2 separate regions of the Mus musculus genome follow, and region 1 is linked to region 2. Evidence: chromatin contacts called from public HiChIP or PLAC-seq data. All regions are on one chromosome and are shown on one strand. The core of a region is the stretch at or near the end of the contact, and the rest is flanking DNA. Distances in the headings are between cores, read along the strand shown.

The links. HiChIP or PLAC-seq counts read pairs in DNA pulled down with a chosen protein or histone mark.
Region 1: a contact with region 2 is called in an HNF4G HiChIP or PLAC-seq map of pancreatic cancer cells. The contact joins two enhancer-like sites. A contact is called at or near these places in 6 of 39 promoter capture datasets (cranial neural crest, frontonasal cranial neural crest, hematopoietic stem and progenitor cells and 3 more), 1 of 115 datasets of contacts at active chromatin or transcription factors (pancreatic cancer cells) and 1 of 9 other capture datasets (embryonic stem cells).

Annotation. Positions count from the first base shown.
Region 1 is chr3:79,541,402-79,547,232 of GRCm38.p6, forward strand. All of the region lies in intron 1 of Fnip2 (folliculin interacting protein 2), which reads right to left. Among named protein-coding and RNA genes, the nearest start is that of Fnip2, 23 kb to the right of the region's middle. Within about 2 kb of position 1,395, at least 134 of the 459 cell types and tissues checked have an H3K27ac peak or open chromatin away from gene starts, as enhancers often do. A contact at or near this core is called in pancreatic cancer cells, where this site is marked.
Region 2 is chr3:78,983,840-78,990,452 of GRCm38.p6, forward strand. No RefSeq gene overlaps it. Among named protein-coding and RNA genes, the nearest start is that of Gm23440, 7.2 kb to the left of the region's middle. Within about 2 kb of position 4,527, at least 13 of the 459 cell types and tissues checked have an H3K27ac peak or open chromatin away from gene starts, as enhancers often do. A contact at or near this core is called in pancreatic cancer cells, where this site is marked.

The DNA of each region.
Region 1 (5,831 bases), core at 145-2,644, 550 kb after region 2:
CAGCAGCAGTGCAGTACAGGCAGCTGAAGCCTAGAAAACAATGTGCGTGCTACAAAGGGCATGGCTGGAGAAGTGACCCAAGCCCTTGGAGGAGCCCAGAAGATCGTGAGTTGGATCCCAGACATCGGACGGTTGGAGATTGATTTTTGCTTTTGATTATGACTGTGCCCTGATATTTTCCCTCTTGAAGGAAGAAAATATTTTAGTGGAGCCCACAGTTAAGAGACTTTTAATTTTAAAAAGACTTTGGATTTTAAGAATATGTAAAGACTGTGGGGCTTTTACAGTTGTTTAGATCTTGGGGATGAATAAGAATGTAAGGGTTGAGGCTTACTAGTGATGTGTTTGTGTGTCAAATTGACAAGGGGTCAATCATACTGGCTAGTTTTGTGTCAACTTGACACAACTGGGGTTATCACAGAGAAAGGAGCTTCAGTTGAGGAAATGCCTCCATGAGATCCAACTGTAAGGCATTTTCTCAATTAGTGATCAATAGGGAAAGGCCCCTTGTGGGCAGTGCCATCTCTGGGCTGGTAGTCTTGGTTCTATAAGAGAGCAGGCTGAGCAAGCCAGGGGAAGCAAGCCAGTAAAGAACATCCCTCCATGGCCTCTGCATCAGCTCCTGCTTCCTGACCTGCTTGAGTACCAGTCCTGACTTCCTTGGTGATGAACAGCAGTATGGAAGTGTAAGCTGAATAAACCCTTTCCTCCCCAACTTGCTTCTTGGTCATGATGTTTGTGCAGGAATAGAAACCCTGACTAAGACACTATGTAGACCAGGTAGGTTACATAAGACCCTGTCTCAAAACCAACTGAACAAGTAACTAAATTTAAACACACACACACACATTAATAAAATAAGTATCTGTTAAAAGATGACTCTCTCTTGTCTTCTTTCTATTTTAGATTGATGGGTAACAACCATGATTTATATCAAAACAAAATTAAAACTAAGCCAGGCAGTGGTGGCGCACACCTTTAATCCCAGCACTCGGGAGGCAGAGGCAGGCGGACTTCTGAGTTTGAGGCTAGCCTGGTCTACAGAGTGAGTTCCAGGACAGCAAGGGCTCCACAGAGAGACCCTGTCTCGAAAAAAACAAAAAACTAAATTAAATTAAATTTAAATTAAAAGCTTCCTATGTAACAAATGCATGACTAATTAAGAAAGACTCAACATTCTTTAGGTTCTAGTAGAAAAAAAAAGCTACATCTGCTGCTTACGAATATGTAGAAATCAATTTATGAGAAGGGAAAGCAAGGAAAAGGATGTTGAACTGTGACTCAGCAGACACATCTGAGTAAGTGCCTCATGGTGCCTGAGTACCGGGAACCCAGGAGGCATCTGAGCATGCAGAGGGGAGGGGCCAGCTCATGGGGCCCTGCTGGTCACACCGGGGACAGAAGGCTGGGCAAGAAGACAGGCACACCTCGTTCTGGCCCCAGTTACTCACTGTCCACGCGACTCAGGAGACTACTCAAACATCCCTAGTCTTAGTCTGCTCAGCTCTGACTCTATCCAGCTCTAAGGGCTTTGAAATACTGCATGTGAGCAGCTGAGAAACCCTCTGAAAACTTCTGGGGCTGCAGACTAATGGGATGTGCTGTCTGTCTGTCTGCACAAGGCCCAGAGTACACACCGTTTGTGTGCTGACAGCTCAGAGAGGACGGCCTGAGATTCACACAACACGAAGGCGACAACACCTGGCAGATGATCTTACTAAAATCAGTCACCTCCTCACTTCAATTCCAACCTCACAAAATGCAGCCGGTTCTCTGGAATCTCCAAGAAATTGCACAATCTAAAATAGATTCTGCAAAGTCCACAGAGAACAGTAAACTGCAGAATAAATTAATACAAGGTAGAGAATTATAACTATGAAATAATTAGCTTCCAAATCGTCTCTTCCACTGACAAAGGCCCCTTAGACCACAATTTTAACACCTGTAACTACACCAAATCTTCTGTCTAAAACATCTTCCAAGTAACTTTCCAAGCCAGACCTTGTAACCTCACTAGGAAGAAACCAAGATCGTTCACTTGGTTAGAATTTCCCACAATGGCCCTGTCCTGAAAAAAATGCTCCAACATCCTCCTCAGGAAGACAGAATGGACTTGGAAAGATCTGCTTCTTAGAGCTCAGAACTGCCTAGCTATAACTGGGCCTCAACTCTTCCTCCACAGCATGTGGCATGTGTACCTTAGAAGTCAGTCTCAGTCTTCTCTTGTCCAGGGTCTTACTTTTGCAAGGACATTTGGACTGTGCAGGACTGTCATAAAGGCAGGTGTGAGGTGGTGTCCACTGACAGCAAGCCTTGGATGTCACCTCCTCCACCAGCATTAGTGCTCCAGCTGCCACTGTTAAGCATCACTCTCTTCCCATCTCACCCCACGGCGATGTCATGATGTCCTTTCTGAATTCCGGAGCTAGGTAACAGATTTCTCGAGAACATGGACCACATCTGAAATCGACTGATTAGTCTTTAAACCAGACTGGCCTCAACAATCCTCCCACTTCAGCCTCTGAAGTCCAGGGACTACAGCATGTCACCATACCTCAGTGGTTTAGAGGTCATCTCCACTCAGATTAGACACATTTGGAGTAGCCCCAGCTGTGTGTTGCCATTGTACTGAGCTGGGAGGCACAGATTCCAAGCCACAATGATGGCAAGTGATTTGCCGCTTTCCACTTCCAGCTTCCGTCACCAAGACCAGAGAGAAATGAAAAGGAGGTCCAATGCCTGGTGAGTAGCGGATGTTGATGGCTGAAACGCAGGGTCCAAAGTTACCAGTGACTTGGGAGGAAGCTGCCTGTCTCTCCAACCCCTACGCAAACAGAACTGAGAGGAATCGGTACCCCTATTTGCTGGATCTTCTTATTCACCAGACTTACATGCCATAATAACGAAAATCACATGACAAGGGAACTGAAAAATTTAGCCGTGAGATGGATGATAAACCTATACAGTGAACATTGTGTGTACAGGGATGGGCTATCACCCCAGAGGGTTACAAACACACTGCAGAGAACAGGTGAACCGACAAGGATCACACTGTCAGTACTTAATAGGAGTGTGAGTTTTCTGTTGGTTTGTTAACTCTAGCTCCCTGAAAGTACGCCATGTCTCACTTCACAGTCTCGTGCTAGACTCTAGCACAGTTCCTGAAATATAGAAGGCAGTTGTAAATATTCTTAGCAAGCCGGGCATGGTGGCGCACGCCTTTAATCCCAGCACTTGGGAGGCAGAGGCAGGCGGATTTCTGAGTTCGAGGCCAGCCTGGTCTACAGAGTGAGTTCCAGGACAGCCAGGGCTATACAGAGAAACCCTGTCTCGAAAAACCAAAAAAAAAAAAAAAAAAAAAAAAAAAAAATATTCTTAGCAAGTACTATACCCACACTTAACTCTGCCTCCTCTCGGGGAAGGACGTTTCTAGACGAAGAAGAAGAATGTATAACTCCTCTCTGGCTCTCATCGAAAAGGACAATGCTCTGTCCAGGCTCCCAACACCACCACCTTTTACCTATGTTCAAAGCTTCTGTGTATGGCATGAACTGCAGCGAATGTAGGGGAATGAACTGCTGAGCAAGGGGGCACTACTCTGCGTAAGCTTATGGGGGAAAACAGAAATTTTCCAGTATTTTCAACAGCAGTTGATTTTAAGTAAGTAATCTCTGTATTACAAGTATGCCAACATACAAACTGTTGGGGGGTAAGGGGGGGGGAACCTGACACCCTGAGTTCCATCCCCAGGACCCATGTGGCAGAAATAGAGAACCAATTTCCACAAGCTATCCTTTGACTTACACACACACCGTACAAAATAAAATTTAAGTGACAATAACAAAAATGAAAAACACTAAAAAATAAAAATAAGATTTCAGAGGGAACTTGAAGCAATGCTTAAAACAACAACCACCACACCTCATTCACTCCTGGCTTCTTTCTCCACCTTCCCTGACCCCAAACCCATTCCCTCTTTCAGAATACTTAAAACAAATTCTAATTATGGTTTAGCTATAGAGAATCACATAGAGAGCCAGGCCTGGTGGCAGATGCCAACCATCTCAGCATTCAAAGAGGCAGGAGGGTGAGGACGACAAGGGCAGCTTGGACTAGAGACTCTCAAAATCCAAGCGAAAAGTGAAGGAAAATGTAAAATGAAGGTCTCTATTGAACAGAGAGACCAAACTGTTTAGCAATTCTTTGCTGAGCGCTTCTGCAAGGCCTCCAGTGTCTTCATCTTGGTGTGCAGTCAGCTCCCATCACACCCCTTGATAGAATAAGGAGGAATGAACCTTCTCAAACTGAACTCCCGCAGGGCAGTGCATTCCAGCTCCCAGACCTGGAATAGGACTCGTCAGTCTGTGATCTTGAATGACTGCAGACGCTAGAGCAACAGGCCATAGGCACCACAATGTCTTCTCCACAGCCATGTTCCCTCCCCCTTTTCTGACCTACCTTGTCTGCTAGGAGACAAAACTCTCACTTCAAGGGGGATCTTGCCCCATACTCAGGAGAAAGAAGGTGCAGTACCTGGAGAGAAGGCCTCATAGTTCCACCAGTCTACTAGTCTTAGAGCAGACCTTTCCAATCACACTTCAAAGCTGTGCCTGCACTTCCATCAAGTCCATGCAATTTCCACCAGGACCTCAAAGAATGAGTCTGGAAGAGCTTCCAGAAAGATGAGCCTGTGGAGGATAGCACCTTCCAAAAGGATGCCACAGCTTCCACCTGTGTCCTTGAGTTTTGTGAATGACTCAAGCCCATTAATCAAGCCTGCAGAGAGGGTTGTGGGAACCCTGATTTACCACTGGTAGGCCACACCATAAGAAACCACCTGGCACTGGCATCTGCAGGGGGGAGTCCTCAGCCTGTGGGACATGATGCTACCTCCCCATGGATATCCTGCTAGCTGATGGCAAAAACTGAAATGGGTCTGAACATCTTAGAGGCATCCAGAGCTGATTGGTTACCTGCTTGGTAAGTGGGAAAGAACCTCACAGGTCAAAAATGCCTGTAGGAGAAAGTGAGTTTGAAAATGAATTGTTTTTCCCAACAGAGAGATCGGACAAATTCATTTTTATGCTTATCCTTCTAGCTCAAGACATACGTCAGAAGCATCATATTAAGAGGTTGTGATAGTTCATGGCAAATACAACAGAAGGCATTATCGTAGTAAGTGAGGAAACAACGCTCCTCAGGAAGTAAGAGCTGACACACACACACACATACACACACACACATACACAAACATACACACATACACATACACAAACATACATACATACACACACATACACAGACATACACACAAACACATACACACACATACACAGACATACTCACAAACACACATACACAGACATACACACATACACAGACATACACACATACATACACACACATACACAGACATACACACACACACAAACATACATACACACACATACATAACACATACACACACACATACACACACAGCTCCTTTCAGAGTGTGGACTCACAGATGGAGGGTAGGGAAGGTGTCAAGTCCAGTCAATTTCTACTTTTCACGGCTGTTGCTGCGATAATTTGTCTTAGTCAGGGTTTCTATTCCTGCACAAACATCATGACCAAGAAGCAAATTGGGGAGGAAAGGGTTTATTCGGCTTACACTTCCATACTGCTGTTCATCACCAAGGAAGTCTGGAACTCAAGCAGGTCAGGAAGCAGGAGCTGATGCAGAGGCCATGGAGGGATGTTCTTTACTGGCTTGCTTCCCCTGGCTTGCTCAGCCTGCTCTCTTATAGAACCCAAGACTGCCAGCCTAGAGATGGTTCCACCCACAAAGG
Region 2 (6,613 bases), core at 3,277-5,776:
GAAGATAACTCAGGGGCTTTTCTATTATCACTTTTATCTCCCAAATAAATGACATAGAGACCTGGTATATTTATGACAAGTTTTTGGCATTACACTGGGCAGATTCTGAACTATTCTGACCTGACTATGCTAGTCTAGCCTACTTCCCGTCCATTTCCCAGCAGTGTGGCATTACCTGCCATCTTGGTCCCTGTGGTAATTTCAATAGGTTTGGCTCCCATAGACTCATGTGTTTGAATGCTTGTCCCATGGGGGTATGGCACTACTAGGAGGTGTGGCCTGCCTTGTTGGTGAAGTGTGTCATTGTGTAGGTGGGACTTGAGGTCTTATAGTGCTCAAACTCTGCCCAGTGTATAATCTGAGCCTCCTCCTGGCTACCTTTGGAAGATAGTCACATCCTGGTTGCCTTCAGATCAAGACGTAGAACTCTCAGCTCCTTTTCCAGCACCATGCCTACCTGCAAGCTGTCATGTTTCCTGCTATGATGATAATGGACTGAACCTATGAAATATAAGCCAGCCCCAATTAAAGTTTTTCATTATAATAATTGCCTTGGTTATGGTGTCTCTTACAGCAATAAAACCCTAACTAAGACAGTTTCTTTCTGTCACCTGCCTCTTCATCTGTGTCCTCTTAGTGACCACCTGGTGACCTGCTCATGGCGAATGCCTCATGGTGAATCTCCCATGGCTAATCTCCTCTGGCAAATTCCTCTCACTCTGATCTCCACCTGAGACCTCTCACTGGGCCTGGAAGTCCTGCCTCCTCTTTTCTGCCCTGCTCTTCGCTGAATCAGCTCCTTATCAACCAATTAGAAGTGATGGGAAATGATCTCAATGCTGTATAAAGCATCGAGACAGGAGATACTCTAAGGATAACAACAATGCCAATGTCCAGACTGCACCCAGATCTCTGGGCACAGTAACCAGCATCTGAATACACAGTGCACAAAACCATCCCCCAACACCCTGCTTTACAAATGTGACTCTAAACAATCTAGTTTTAAATAGAAGAATGTTAAAAAAAAACTTGATTGCTGCTGTCACTATGTGGTGATCTAGAGATTTATCCATCAGCAGAAGTAAAACCTTCTTTGTCAATTCAGTCTGGGTTATTGAAAGTTACTTACTACTGATTCAACATGACTGACTGCTTTCATCTTACATCTATCTGTTGGCTGAGTATATGGAATGAGAAATTTCGTGGAGAATTTTTTAAAGGTTCTGTTAATAGGGATCATTAGAGAATTTTGTAAAATGAATCATTTACTCTTGATAAGGACATCATGGTCTCCGGGAGTACACTTTTTAAATTGGAAATTGAAAACCAATTCTTTTGGGGGAATACATCTCAGAATAATGTATGTATCTCTTTATGTATCCTGACAATATAAAATACATTTACTGTATAATCCAGGGATATAGGTGTAAATATTTGATACTTACAAAAATATGTATTGTCATGTTTCCAAATATTAAATATGATCATTTAAGGTAAAAGTCCCAATTTTAAAACCTTTACCTTTCCAAAATTGTTTCTAAGGAAAAAAATGTGTTTTACTTGTGAAACTCTATTTTTGTTCATTAAATAATAGCTGGTGTTGTTAATATTTGGAACAGATATGCAAAATTCATTGTACTTGGAAGCAAGGAATATCACCTAGACACTTTCTGTTCAGATTCATGCCTTACATGTGACTTTAAATGCTCTCTTTCAGAAAGCTTTCAGGCGCTTGCTCCTTATGTGGGAGTCTGATGGAAACAAACATCTAATCACAGTTACCTCATCCTGTAGAGCACTTTGGCCATGCTCCAGCCAGTTATATACCATTGCCTTTAACCCTAACTTACCTTCATATTTAACCTTGTGTTATAATGGCTCTTGATGGAAATATCTTCCTCATGTAACTTTATATCTCAATGTTCCCCACAAAGCTGTACAGTTATTACATCCTAGTTTATGTTCTGGGTCTTTGCCAGCTGTTGCGTTCTATCACAGCCACTCGGATGGACCCTCTCTCTAACTGCTGCTCCCTTACCAAACCCGTTGTCAGCCAGGATGCTGTTAGAGAGATCAATGCCCCAAACCCCTTGAAGGGGTTCAGGTGGCCTCTAAAAGGACACTAATGGACCATGAGCCACCCAACTCATCTCTTTTCTTGACACTCTGGACATTCTTTTGGGGACTCAAAACTAAAACAGCAGGACAGAAGCCTTCTTTATATCCATTAACCTCTCTGTCTCACCAGCTCAGAGCAGCTTAACATCCATCAGGACCAGCTTGGCTCATTGACTGCTGCAGTACAAAGAGGACTAGATATGACTTCTGTTAGGGATGGGATGCATGCCCCACCACCCCAAACAATGCTCCTTCCACACCAAAAATATGCCAATTTGTTTGAAATGGGACAGACCACAAATTCTTCTGGTTCCCTCCCACTATGACTCCTCCCCTCGATCACTCTTTTCTCCTCATCTTTGTTGTTCCACACACACTTATCCTCCAACAGCTCCGTTTGTTCCTGTTAAATTTGCAAACAGACCTTTTAGATGCTCTGGAGAAACACTGGCTGAAAGGGGACTCCATCTCTTTCAGCCCAGGCCAGATGCAACTCTTTACATTGGTAAAGAGTTTACTCTTGATCCTTCCCTTGAATGGTGTGTCGCCCCCGCTACTTCTGCTGACTTTGGCAATGGGACAAGTCCAGAATCAATTTTATGCCCACTTTCTCCCACTGGGCCACTCCATCTCTCCCACATCTGCTCTTATCTCTCAACCTTCCTTCCCAAAAAATCCATCTTACCCTGTAATCGGATCATCGGTTTCCTGCTTTCAGCCTCTTATATTTGTTTTCCAAGTCTCTTTAGGAATACAGGAGGGCATGTACCGGTTCAGCTCAGCAGATCACTCCCTTCTACTCTTCATGACCAGAGGAGGCCTTCCTCGGTGTATTCTGAACTACCTCCTCCAACAAAGACCCTCCTCAGCAACCTCTCAGAATGAGGAAGGATAGTTTCTGGCTGACAGACTACACTTCCCAGCTTCACTTGCTGACTACGTAAGTCCCTTCTGTAACCACAAGGGGCTTCATCCCATCTTCCATAGGCATTTTAGCCATCTGCAATGTGCTTGACAAAATACTGCCTTGTGCTGGGCAGTGGTGGCGCACGCCTTTAATCCCATCACTTAATAGGCAGAGGAAAGCGGATTTCTGAGTTTGAGGCCAGCCTGGTCTACAGAGTGAATTCCAGGACAGCCAGGGCTACACAGAGAAACCCTGTCTCGAAAAACCAAAAAAAAAAAAAAAAAAAAAAGATTACTGCCCTGCTGTGAATAAACACGATCCTACCTAAAGTCAGACCAAGCCTCTCTCTGCACCTCCCATTTCTCTACAGCTTTCTTAAATAATCTAACAGTGAAAATAGGGGATTTTCTTTACATTTCACTCACAGGACACTTTACTTTCTTGTACCTGTTCTATTTCTGAGGCAACTTACAAGGCACAGGAGGCGCAGGAAAGAGACAGGAGCCTGACCTTCAACAGACCAGAATGTGTTTATTGGCTCACATAGGTAGAGTAAGACTGTCGCAGGAGGTTGAAGAGTCCGCCAGAGAAAAAGGATGGCTACAACCCTTTATACGAGCAAGTGAGGGTCTAAGGAATGTGGAAACCGTTGCCCCTGTTAGACCTCATGTCTCTCCTGTAGCCTCTCCTTTATTTGCTAAAAGCTAGATTGGCTGACCCAATAGACACCCCTTTCTTGATCTTGGAGGCACTTGGTCAACATCTGCACCCCAAATTCTGCTCAGATTGAAATCGGCACTCCCTCGGTACCCTTGAACCCAGATATATATAATTGGACTTGAACTGGATAGGAAATGTCAATGCTTAATGGTCAGTTGGGGGGGGGGAGCTTATTTTGTTGTTCAGAGTAAGGTGTGTGTACCTTGATGCAAATGGTGGGGTCCTAGGTTGCTAGCTGCACAAGAAGAGTTTGTGTCTAGTCTGCCAAGAACAGTTAGAAGCCCAAGTTAGTGTGTGAAGCCCAAACCAAAGGGAGTCCCAGTTGCTAGGCTAGTCTATGCTTGCCTGACTCACCTTTATGGTCCCTCCCTTTTTCTGCATCCCTTTCACTTGAAGCTACACATCGATCCCTCCAGCAATGTCTCTCAAACTTCTTTAATGATTTGTGGGGACTACATCCCTCAAGCATGGCATTTTCCACTTGAAGTGTTTGCTCTGGTACCTGCCCTTTCAGATTTCCTGCCCCTGTGGTTGGATGCAATTGTTGTCATTTGTTCTGCTCAGCAGACTTGGGAACCGTGCATGCTAACTACCCAGCCACCCTGCAGAGGAAATAGGGTGTGGGTCCTCAGAGGGGAAAGGAAATAATACAAAGACTTGTTCACAAAACTCAAATATGAATTCCCTCCTTGGAAACAAGGAAAGCAGCCAGACTGACCTGGGTGGAGTCACAGGAAAATGGAACAGCTATTTATAACACAAATGCTTGACATTGAATGGAGCTGCAAGTGAAGACCAAAGTTGGGGGGATGGGAGGACAACTGTGGGTGCAATTGTCTCCAGTTACATAGGTATGCACTGAGGCAAAACTACTCAGAAATAGCTTCCCACAATCTAATCAACTTCGGTTGCCATAGAAATGTTTGCAGCTACAGCACTGAGATCTCAACCCAATTGTGTTGTGATTAGTCAAGATGAAAATGAAGCCGCTTTCAATCCCAAACCCTTGATTTTCATCCCTGCTGCGGGTACCAGTTGTACCCTTCCTCCACAAAGCACATTAAACAATTTCAGGCCTAGATGCTACAAGGTATTGTGTCCCTTCCCAGTTGTATTAGTTCCCTTTGTGTTGGTGTGACCAAGATGCCTGAGACAACAACTCATACTAGGAAAACATAGTTTGCCTCACAGATTTAAAGTGATGCTCCAGCATAGCAGGAAAGGAACTGTAGACTCCAGGACACAGGGATCATAAAAGAAAGACAAAGACACATCCAAGCAAACTCCTTCCTCAAACAAGGCCCACCCCCTACCTTTTACCACCTTCCAATATTGCCATCATGTTATGAATACTTGGAAGGATTAATTCACTAATTAGTGCTGAGAACCCCATGATCTAACTGTCTCTGGAATTGCCACTGCAGACACACCCAAGGGTGTGCTTCACTAATCTAGGCATTTTTCAACTAGTTGATTTGGTAATTAATTAACTACTACACAGCCCTACCAAAAAAAGTGAAAGAAAACCAAGGCACATCAACACAACCACAGGAATGCTACCTATCCTCACATGTATCAACCCCACCTTAAATGTCTTCAAATTCCTGTCTTCAAACATAATTCCCTAACTAAGGAAGAAAAAAAAAAAAAACTCACAGAACACAAGCAATTTGACAGAGACCTGCCTCATAGTTTTTAACTAAGTTGCAAGTCTGTCCTATCCACACAAATCGTTACCATCATAGCTTGTGATAGATAGAGAGGCCTCAATGGTTAAGTGGGACACACACACACACACACACACATACACGACATGGAGGGATGGGGGGATGGGCCCAACATAGGATTAGGTGGCACCTGATGAAAATCTAAAAGAAAAAGAATAATTGGTATATCTCTAGAGGTCAGTAATGCCCAGAGAAGAGAGAGAATCAAACTCCACACAGTGTAATGAACATGTCCCATTTGCCGGGGACTCTGCAGGATGAAATAAAACAGGAGCTAGGTTGGGATCCAGGAGTAGAAACTTCTCATCGACCCAGTTTGAGGTAGTAGCGATCGATGCACTGTTAGCATGAGGAAGGGCTTCAGGTGTTTTCCCAACTTGACTGACTGTCATGGTCCTCTCAGTGGGGTGTTGTGGTTACATGTTCCAGAACAGATAGTTTAGCGGAGAGCTGGCCCTGGGCCTGTCATACTCAATTCTGAGTTTCACTGGGTTTGGGCTTATTCAACCTCACCAGATTTTCTGTCTGATGTCATGGTTCACATGCCCCACAATCCATCAGAGTCATATAATTCTGGAAAAGTCTCAAAATGTACTAATCTTGCTTTTTAGCTTCTGTAGTTCTACTTCTGTCTGCTCTTGCTAACTGAAGTGTGTCAGCCCAGAACATGGTTTTTTTGTCCTTAAAAGCTCACCTTGAAAAGGGTTCAAGGCTGAGATTTCAAACACCCAGTGTAGTTAATGGCTGGCTAGTAAAGACTTTCTATTGGCATAAACCCATGTCCAAGCAGTCTTGACTGGTGAATACCCTTAACGCTGGGTGTCATGGTTTGTATATTCTTGGACCAGGAAGTGGCACCATTTGGAGGTGTGGCCTTGTTGGACTAGGTGTGACCTGGTAGGTGTGTCATTGTGGGTGTGGGCTTAAGACCCTCACCATAGTTGTCTGGAAGTCAGTCTTCCACTAGCAGCCTTTGGATGAAGGTGTAGAACTCTCAGCTCTGCCTGTGCCATGCCTGCCTGGATAGTGCCATGCAACCACCTTGATGATAATGGACTGAACCTCTGAACCTGTAAGCCAGCACCAATTAAATATTGTTTTTTATAAGACTTGCCTTGGTCATGGTATCTATTCATAGCAG